Regions from separate parts of the Sus scrofa genome. Here region 2 is linked to region 1. The links are chromatin contacts, called in public Hi-C maps. All regions are on one chromosome and are shown on one strand. The core of a region is the stretch at or near the end of the contact, and the rest is flanking DNA. Distances in the headings are between cores, read along the strand shown.

Evidence for each region. Hi-C and Micro-C count contacts between places; a contact is called where the count stands out from the background.
Region 2: a contact with region 1 is called in a Hi-C map of undifferentiated spermatogonia, with 2.4 times the contacts expected there. A contact is called at or near these places in 2 of 5 promoter capture datasets (fetal liver and liver), 13 of 47 Hi-C or Micro-C datasets (blood, brain, embryonic fibroblasts and 9 more) and 1 of 2 datasets of targeted methods (skeletal muscle).

The regions. Positions count from the first base shown.
Region 1 is chr4:92,148,785-92,152,993 of Sscrofa11.1, forward strand. No RefSeq gene overlaps it. Among named protein-coding and RNA genes, the nearest start is that of CD1D, 50 kb to the left of the region's middle.
Region 2 is chr4:92,289,354-92,293,228 of Sscrofa11.1, forward strand. KIRREL (kin of IRRE-like protein 1) reads right to left here and starts at 1,534. Exons shown (of 15, transcript XM_013996914.2): 1 at 1,145-1,534. The coding sequence starts at 1,196. It overlaps LOC106510123 (a long non-coding RNA gene), which reads right to left. Exons shown (of 5, transcript XR_002343388.1): 5 at 1,967-2,795.

The sequences.
Region 1 (4,209 bases), core at 742-3,241:
GGGGACTCCTCTAAGTGATTTTAGTATTCCTCTACTGCCAGCCCCAGTAGGATTAGCCATGCCTGTGCTTCTGGCACTAATAGAAATCAAGATGCTTCCATATTCTAGCAGCTGCTGCAGATGTCTTGAAATATCATTTACACTCATCACAACTTGGAAATTATGGTAGTTATTAGATCTGCTGCTAGATCTGGTTATCGAATGCACTGTTAAAGAAGGTGGTAGATTACTCTGTCACGAAAGTGGTTTTTTGACTCTTTCAAAAACAGTATTTCAGTACAATTGGCTTGCTTTGTAATCCTCTGTAATTCAAGGTATGCCTTTGGGGACATTGTGAGAAGGAGCCCACAGGTTTCCCTGGATCGCCAGAAGGGTTCTGCGCACAGGAAGCATCGGGACCCCTCACCCAAAATGTTCCTCTGAGTTCTCAAGGCATCTGTGTCCATCCAGGCTCCTAGCACTAAGCTCCCTGCATGCTGCATGCTGAGGGATACAGAAGAGAGGGCAGGAGGGCGAGGTACCTCATTTCTCCAACCCCTGCAAATCTTGTTTGTTTAACTCTCAAAATGATTCAGAAAAAAATGACCCTATTATGCATAGTAAAAGTTTTTGGGGGCTGGGCCCCCAGCATGTGGAAGTTCCTGCGCCAGGGATTGAACCAAACTGCTACAGTGACAATGCCAGAATTTTAACCCACTGTACCAGCAGAGAACTCCATTGAAGAAGAAACAAAAGCTCATGCAAGAAATGAACAGCAGCCCACTCCCTGCTCCTCTGCCTTCAATGGCTAGAGCTCCATGGAGCCTCACCCCCATATTAGCGAAGAGCTGCCTTCAGGTCAAGCACCACCAGCTGTGTGACTGAGAGCAGGTTACTTGCCTTCTCTGGTCTCCAAGTCCCCATCTCCACAGTGGGGATAAAAACACCCATTACCCAGGATTTCTTTGTGGGGCTCGATGAAACAACATGTGTAGAGAGCTTAGCATGCTGCCTGGACCTGCCGGCTGTACAGTGGCTCCCACTGCTGTCACAGAGAAGGGACTCAGCCATTTCATCGGGGTTGCCTAACAGTCCAGTTTAGAAATTACACGCAACTCTAAGGCCTTTCTCCCACCTGCAACTCCTCTCGTCAGAAATGGCCAAGAATTTTTTGTCTTTCCTCTTTTTTTTTTTTTTTTTTTTTTTTGCCTTTTCTAGGGCCGCACCCACGGCATACGGAGGTTCCCAGGCCAGGGGTCTAATTGGAACTGTTGCTGCCAAGCCTACACCAGAGCCACGGCAACGCAGGATCCGAGCCGCATCTGCAACCTACACCACAGCTCACGGCAAAGCCGGACCCTTAACCCACTGAGCAAGGCCAGGGATAGAACCCACAACCTCATGGTTCTTAGTCGGATTGGTTAACCACTGAGCCACGACGGGAACTCCAGTGGCCATGAATTTTTTCCTTTTCTTTCTTTCTCAGCATCTCTGACTTCATAGAGGCCAAATGGACCTCCCCCTCTTACCAATGAGGAACTCGGGCTGAAGAGATGAAAGCGTACATGTCAGGGCCAGGAGGAGGGAGGGTGGGTGTCCGGCGGCTGCCATGCAGGCATCAAGCAGTCCTGGGCTCGCCGGGGTAGAGCTTTGCTCCCAGAGCTGAGCCTGCTGGGGCCGGAGGGCAAGATCGTGCCATCCGTGTCTCCGTGTGCATGTGTGCAATTTATTTTCTTGCATGGTTGGGGGGAGGTGGCTGAGGCTTCACAAGCTGTACCTGACAGATAATTACGCAAAGACAAATTGTGCCCTGCCTTACCCTTCTCCCAGTCTGGCAACCTCCGGACTCTGCGGGTGGTGAGGGGAGGGGGTGCAGGGGCGGGGGGCCTGGGACGGCAGGAGGGGGGGAGGTGCTGGGCCCGGCTGACCCATTACTCATCCACAGCTGGGCAGACAGTGGAACCAGGAGGGACTAGGGCGGGCTCTGGCTGAAGCGCCAAGGCTTTTCTGGCCATGTAGCGGCTCTCTTAGATGATGACAGATGCAGGAAGATCCGGCGCCTTCCCGGTGCCTGGTCCAAAGCTAGCCGCTGCGGGAGGCCGGAGCCTCCAGAAGCCAGAGCCTCCCTGGGATTGTGCCCACCAGGCACAGGGGGCTCGGCTGCGCCCCCTGGAGGAGAAGCCGACCAGAGCCTGGAGGGGTTCCAACGGCTGCCCCTGGTTCTGCTCTGAAAGCGGATGGGAATACCAGTTTCTCACGGGGTGGGGGTGGCGGTTGCCTCCCTATCTCCCAGATTCCTGCTTGCCCTCTCCCCACTTCCACCATCTTCCCCTTTTTCCTTCCCTTTCCGATTAAAACCTTTTCTATTGCAGGACAGGATTTTTTTTTTAATGTTCCCAGGAGAAAACATAGAAGATGGTGTAATATAGCCTAGGAACCTCCTACATTTTCTAAAAAAATTAAAATGGTAGTGATTTTCATTGTAATCTTGAATTTATAATTATTTTATGTTGACCAGCATGGAAGCTAATAAAAATAAATCAAACCTATGAACATATTAAGCTTTTTTTTTTTTTTTTAAGAAAGAGAAAAACAGACTGCTCAAGCCCAGGGAAGCTACGAGTCTAGTTTTAAATTCTCCCAAGGCTGAGGGAGAGCCTCGACTCCCTCGTCAATAAAATTGAAAAAATATTGTCTTCCTCAGATGAGTCTTGCTTGGCGCCAGGCAGGCTACTTTGTTCAGTTATTCATTCGTGGAGCATCTGCTGAGCACCAGTGAATGGTCTGGCACTGGGTGTGACATAGTTTGGTCTGTAGCACCCAAGAGCAGAGCAGGATCTGTAAGGGTCCTCTGGGAAGCCCACCAAGGCAGGGTGATTGATGTTCTCCACTGAGGGTCAGGGAAAAGCTTCCGTGAGGAGGCTTCTGTGATCTATAGTTTTCAGAGGTCCCACTGTGGCTCAGCGGGTTAAAAACCCGACTGGTATCCATGAGGATGAAGGTTCGAGCCCCAGCCTTGCTCAGCGAGTTAAAGGATCATCATTGAGCATGAGCTTCGGTGCAGGTCACAGACATGGCTTGGATCCCGAGTTGCTGCACCTGTGGTGTAGGCCGGCAGCTGCTGCTCCGATTCAGCCTCCAGCCTGGGAACTTCCATATGCTGCAACTTTCATATGCTGCAAGTGTAGCCCTAAAAAAGCAAGAAAAAAAAAAGTTTTCTCTTGGGCCACGTTCTTTAACCAGAGCTCAGCCTCCTTGGCCCTGCAGAACAGATCACTATCTGCCACAATCCTCCTCCCGCTGTATCTGTATAGTGTATCTCAGTCTCTTGTTCATTCTTCCCTGCAGCCTTCTCTGAAACCCCAGGGGAGATCAGCAGCCCCTTCATCACCCCATCTCACAGTGAAATTACCTGTCATTGCATCTGCTCCCCCACCCAAGGCCGAGACTGGCTCTTCCTTCCCCAGCCACCGGCCCCACAATGCCCAGAGCAGGCACACGACTATTACTGAGCTGAGCTGGCCTCTCCTTCCGGGATCCACCTCCGTCTGACCCTGATATTCCCCTACCTCTTCCTCCTTCTCCTCCTCCATTTGGCTTCTGCTCGCCCTCCTCTCTCCCTCCCTGCATGGCGCCTCCTCCCCACTCCTTTGTTCTCTTTCCTAAGATCTGTAACTGAGGAAAGGTTCCTCCTCCTTGTCAGGCCCATTCATTCTCCTCCTGCCAGGCTGCCTGGGCCGGCTGGATTTGTTATCACTCCTCTCCCCGGTTCTCTGCCTTCTCTTGGCTCCTCCCTCTTTCTCCAGAGCACTGGCAGGTGCTCCCAACTCCCATGCAGCCCCGGCACCAATCCCATTTGTGCACAGCCTCCCCCCCATATAGACACACCTCAGTCCACAAGCACCTCCCCATCCCCTACACAGACCTTGCACACACCTGCCCCCCCCCCGGCCCCCAAACACTCACGCCCAGGGGGTCGTCTCACATTTCTTTCTTTCCTTTTTTTTTTTTTTTTGGCCTTTTTAGGGCCTCACCCATGGCATATGGCAGTTCCCAGGCTAGGGGTGGAATCAGAGCTACAGCTGCCAGCCTATACCACAGCCACAGCAACATGAGATCTGAGCAGATCCCCTATCTGCGATCTACACCATAGCCCATGGCAACACTGGATCCTTAACCCACTGAATGAGGCCAGGGATTGAACACGAGTCCTTATGGATACTAGTCAGA
Region 2 (3,875 bases), core at 284-2,783, 140 kb after region 1:
GTCTTTGTGTATATGTGTCTGTCTCCGTGTGGGGGATGCTCGCGGGTATGTCTGTCTCCATAGGTGAATAGTCTGTCTCAGTGTCTATGACTGGTTTTGGGTGTTTGTGTGTCAATTTCTGTGTGTCAGCTCCATTTGCGGGGCGGGGAGGGAGAAGGGGGAGCTAGCTCAGCAGGATTAAATCTTCCTTAGAGTCAGCCCCAGGAGACAAAAATCCACTCCCACAGACCCCAGTCTTGGCTGGAGTCTGGGCCCTGGATTTCTTCAGTTCCCCTGGCGGCCGCACGCGTCCCCTCCAGCCCAGCCTCAGGACACACTAACATTCTCATCCCCCTCCACCTCCCAGCCTCTCCCCTGCCAGTCCCAAAAAGAGCCCCGGCCATCCCCACTTTCCTGACCCCAAGTGGGGTGTTAGTTCCCCTGCAGGTGCCCCTTTCCATATCGCGCGGGCCTGAAGCTGCCTTTGGAACTCCGCTCCCGAGCCGGAGCCTCCGCGGGCAGGGGTTCAAATCCCCACCAGAGGCCCGGAGGCAACCCTCCCTTCCCCTGGAGGGGGCAGCCCCAGGCAGTCAGGAGCCGCGGCTCAGGCTCAGAACCCCCACCCCCACCCCGCCCCAGGGGTTCGGCTGGATGGAGGACAGGGATTCCCTCAGCTCCATCTTCCGGAGCAGGGGGTCCTCGGCTTTCCGCGCACCGCGCACCGCGCACCTCCCACCTCCCAGCATCTGAAATCCCACCCTCTCCGCAGCCTTCCCCCGGCCAGGACCCAGGCGTCCGGACTCCTGGCCTCAGAGGGTGGAGGCAGGCAGGGCTGCCAGAGGCTCCGGAAAAGACTTGGAGCCTCCGGATCCCTTTTCCACTCCGACCCCCGGCCCCCGCGGCCCCGATTCTCCGTTCTCCCGCGCAGCCAGAGGAAACAACTTGGGCAAATCAACGGAAAACTCCTCCGCGCCGGGCCCCGTTACTCCGCGCCCCCTCCCCCGGGACTCCGCGCTGGGCCCCAGCCCCCGCCTCGTGGCGTCTCCGACCGCCGGGACCTGCCGCGGGCCGCCCCCCCCCCAGTGCTCCCCACGGCGGGGGCGCAGAGCCCGGCCGGGGGGGTGGGGGTGGGAGCCGAGGGCAGCCGCGGGCGGGGGGCCCTTACCTTGGGAGAAAGTATCGGAGAGAGTGAGGATCCAGACGAGGAGGCTCAGCATGCTGTCCGCCCGCCGTGCGCCCGCCCGCGGCTGGGGCCCGGAGTTGGCGAGGGAGCGAGAGGAGCGGGCTGCGGAGGAGGGGAGCCCGGGAGCCCGCCCCCCACCGCCCGCGCCCGCCCCTACACACTCACACGCACACTCACTCGCGCGCACAAACTCACTTCCCTTCCCTCCGCTTCTCTTTATCTCTCTTTCCTCCCGGTCCCGTCCCTCTCCGTCTCCCCACCTCTCTCTCCCTCTTCTCTCTCTCCGCCCCCCTCTGTCCTTCCCCTCTCCCCTTTATTATTTCTCGCCTCTAGCTTTATCTCTCGGGGTCTCTTTCGGTCTCTGCTCTCCCTTTCTCTCCCCTTCTCTTCCTTCCCTCTCTCCCTCCTCTGTCCCTCCTCCTGACGTCTACTCTCCCTCCGACGGCGCCTCCCTCCACAGCCCTCCCCCCCCGCTCCCCCCACCGTGCGCGCGCGCGTACACACACACACACACACACTCACTCACACCCCTCGCTGGAACTGAGATGGACAGAGACCAAAAGAGAAAGCGGTGGAGGGCAAAAGGGGTAATGAACGTGACAGTCGCGGGCGCTGGGACGGCCGGATCCCTGCCCACCCGCACCTCCCCCCCATTTATATACACAACCTTAGTCCCGGGCTACGGAGCTAGGCATCAGATTGGGGAGGCGGGGCATGGGCTGAGGACGAGCCTTTAGCCCAGGGAATGACTGTGATGGGAAGGGTGTGTGAGTGTTTGTGTGTGTTTGGGTGTGTGTAAGCGTGTATGGGAGAGGAGGGGGTGGGCAGGCGCTGGTTCATGGAATCGAAAAGCATCAAATCTTTTTTTTATTTGTCAATTCCACACCCAGAATCTAACCCCTAGATCCCCCAAATTGGGAATTCTCAAAAGACTCATGAAGGTTAGGGGTGGAGAGGGATACACACTTCTTCCCACCTCCAAACCCCAAAGCTGGAGAATCCTAGAATTCTTGGACCTGCCCAGAGCCCCTGCCTCGGGGCCTCGCCGAGCACACAGTGGGACCAGACTGGGTTGGAGTCCTCAGCTGACTGGGGAGAGGCACAGTGGACTCCTGCCTTTGTTTATCTTGGGCACCTACCCATCCAGAGGAGAAAGGAGCCAACTGGAAGGCTTCAGAGGCCAAGGAGAGGGCAGCCACACGAAGATCTCCAAGCATAGAGTTGGAGATCCTTTGGGGTGGAGAGAGCTGGCTACAGGGAAGGGAGAGAAGTCCTAGTGAGAGGGATGAGGGCTTTCAGGAAGGGTTTCCTCTTTCTTAAAGGGCTCAGCTTAACACACAACCTCTCTCCCAAACTCCTTGATTCTGCATCTCACAGGGTTGGGGATGCTTGACCGCTGGGTCCTAGGGAGTGAGCTGAGGAGAAATAACAGAAATTGTACAGGAATTGCACAACTTTACAGTATTGTATTGGTCTGGAGAGGTCTCCTCTTCTTTCCTCCCAGATTCCTGGGTCCCTAACTCTACCCGCCAAGATTTCTGGATTTCAGCCCCGGAGCAAAGGCGCATGGCTCTCTGGTGCCCCCTGCTGGTTATATGCTGTTACAACACCTTCCACAGATTCTGACGCCAGCCTGAATGGTCCAAGCACATCCACATGTAGAGGACACAGAAACACAGACAGAAAAACACAAAAACTCATATTCAGAAACACACTATGCACAGACCCAGAGAGTCCTCCATATATTCAAAACCACATATGTACAGGCTAACAGACGGTTTAAAAACAAAGAGCATTCCTAACCCAGAGAAATGGGAATATAATCACAAATTCCTACAAACAGCCACACACCAACGTGCAGATACATAAGGGTTTTCCATTTACTCATCCATTAATCATGAATTCCGCAGATATTTCTTCAGTGTCTGCTCATGTTCAATCACAATTCTAGGCCTCGAAGATATAACAGTGAAAATAGATTTTTTCCCCTTTTTTCCTTTTCCTTTTCTTTTTCCTTTTCTTTTTTTTTTTTTTTTTTTTTTTTTTTACTATTTAAACAAAATCCTTTCCTCAGAGTGTTCCATTCTGGAGAGCAGGAAGAGGCAGCAGAAAAATATAAAATACACCAGGTTGTAGTAAATGCCATGAGAGACCAACAAAGCAGGATGCAGTGAGTAGGGAATGAAAGAGTGGGAGAAACTAATACTCTTACAGGTAGTCAGGGAAAACTGTTCTGCTAAAGTAACATTTTAGCAGAGGCCTGAAGGGATTGAGAGATGCAGGTGTTCAGGCATCTGAGGGGAGCATGTAGCAGGTACCCTACAAGTGTCCTGAGGGAGGGGTGTTCTTAGAGTATCAGTGAGACAGCCTTGTCCCTGTTCATTCTGCACAAAGGTGCAGAAGGAGGCCCGTGGGGATATGATTTAGGAAAATGTTTAGAAGAAAAAGTCCAGAGAAATGGAAGAGAATATTCTTAGCATAGTGAGTATTTTTTGCACACTGTCCAGCTTCTGCTATTCAGGTTGGATGGTGATTCTCTGTGTGAGGAGGGACAAGGTTATCCAAGCTTTTCCTTCCCCTTGGCCTCTTATCTCACCTAGAAACCCTAGCAACAGAGAAGCTAAATTTCTCTAGATCCTTGGCAGACAAAGCAGCAATCTCACTTCCCTCTCCTCATCCCTTAATTCTCCTTCCCCCCCTCCCTCCTTTTAAT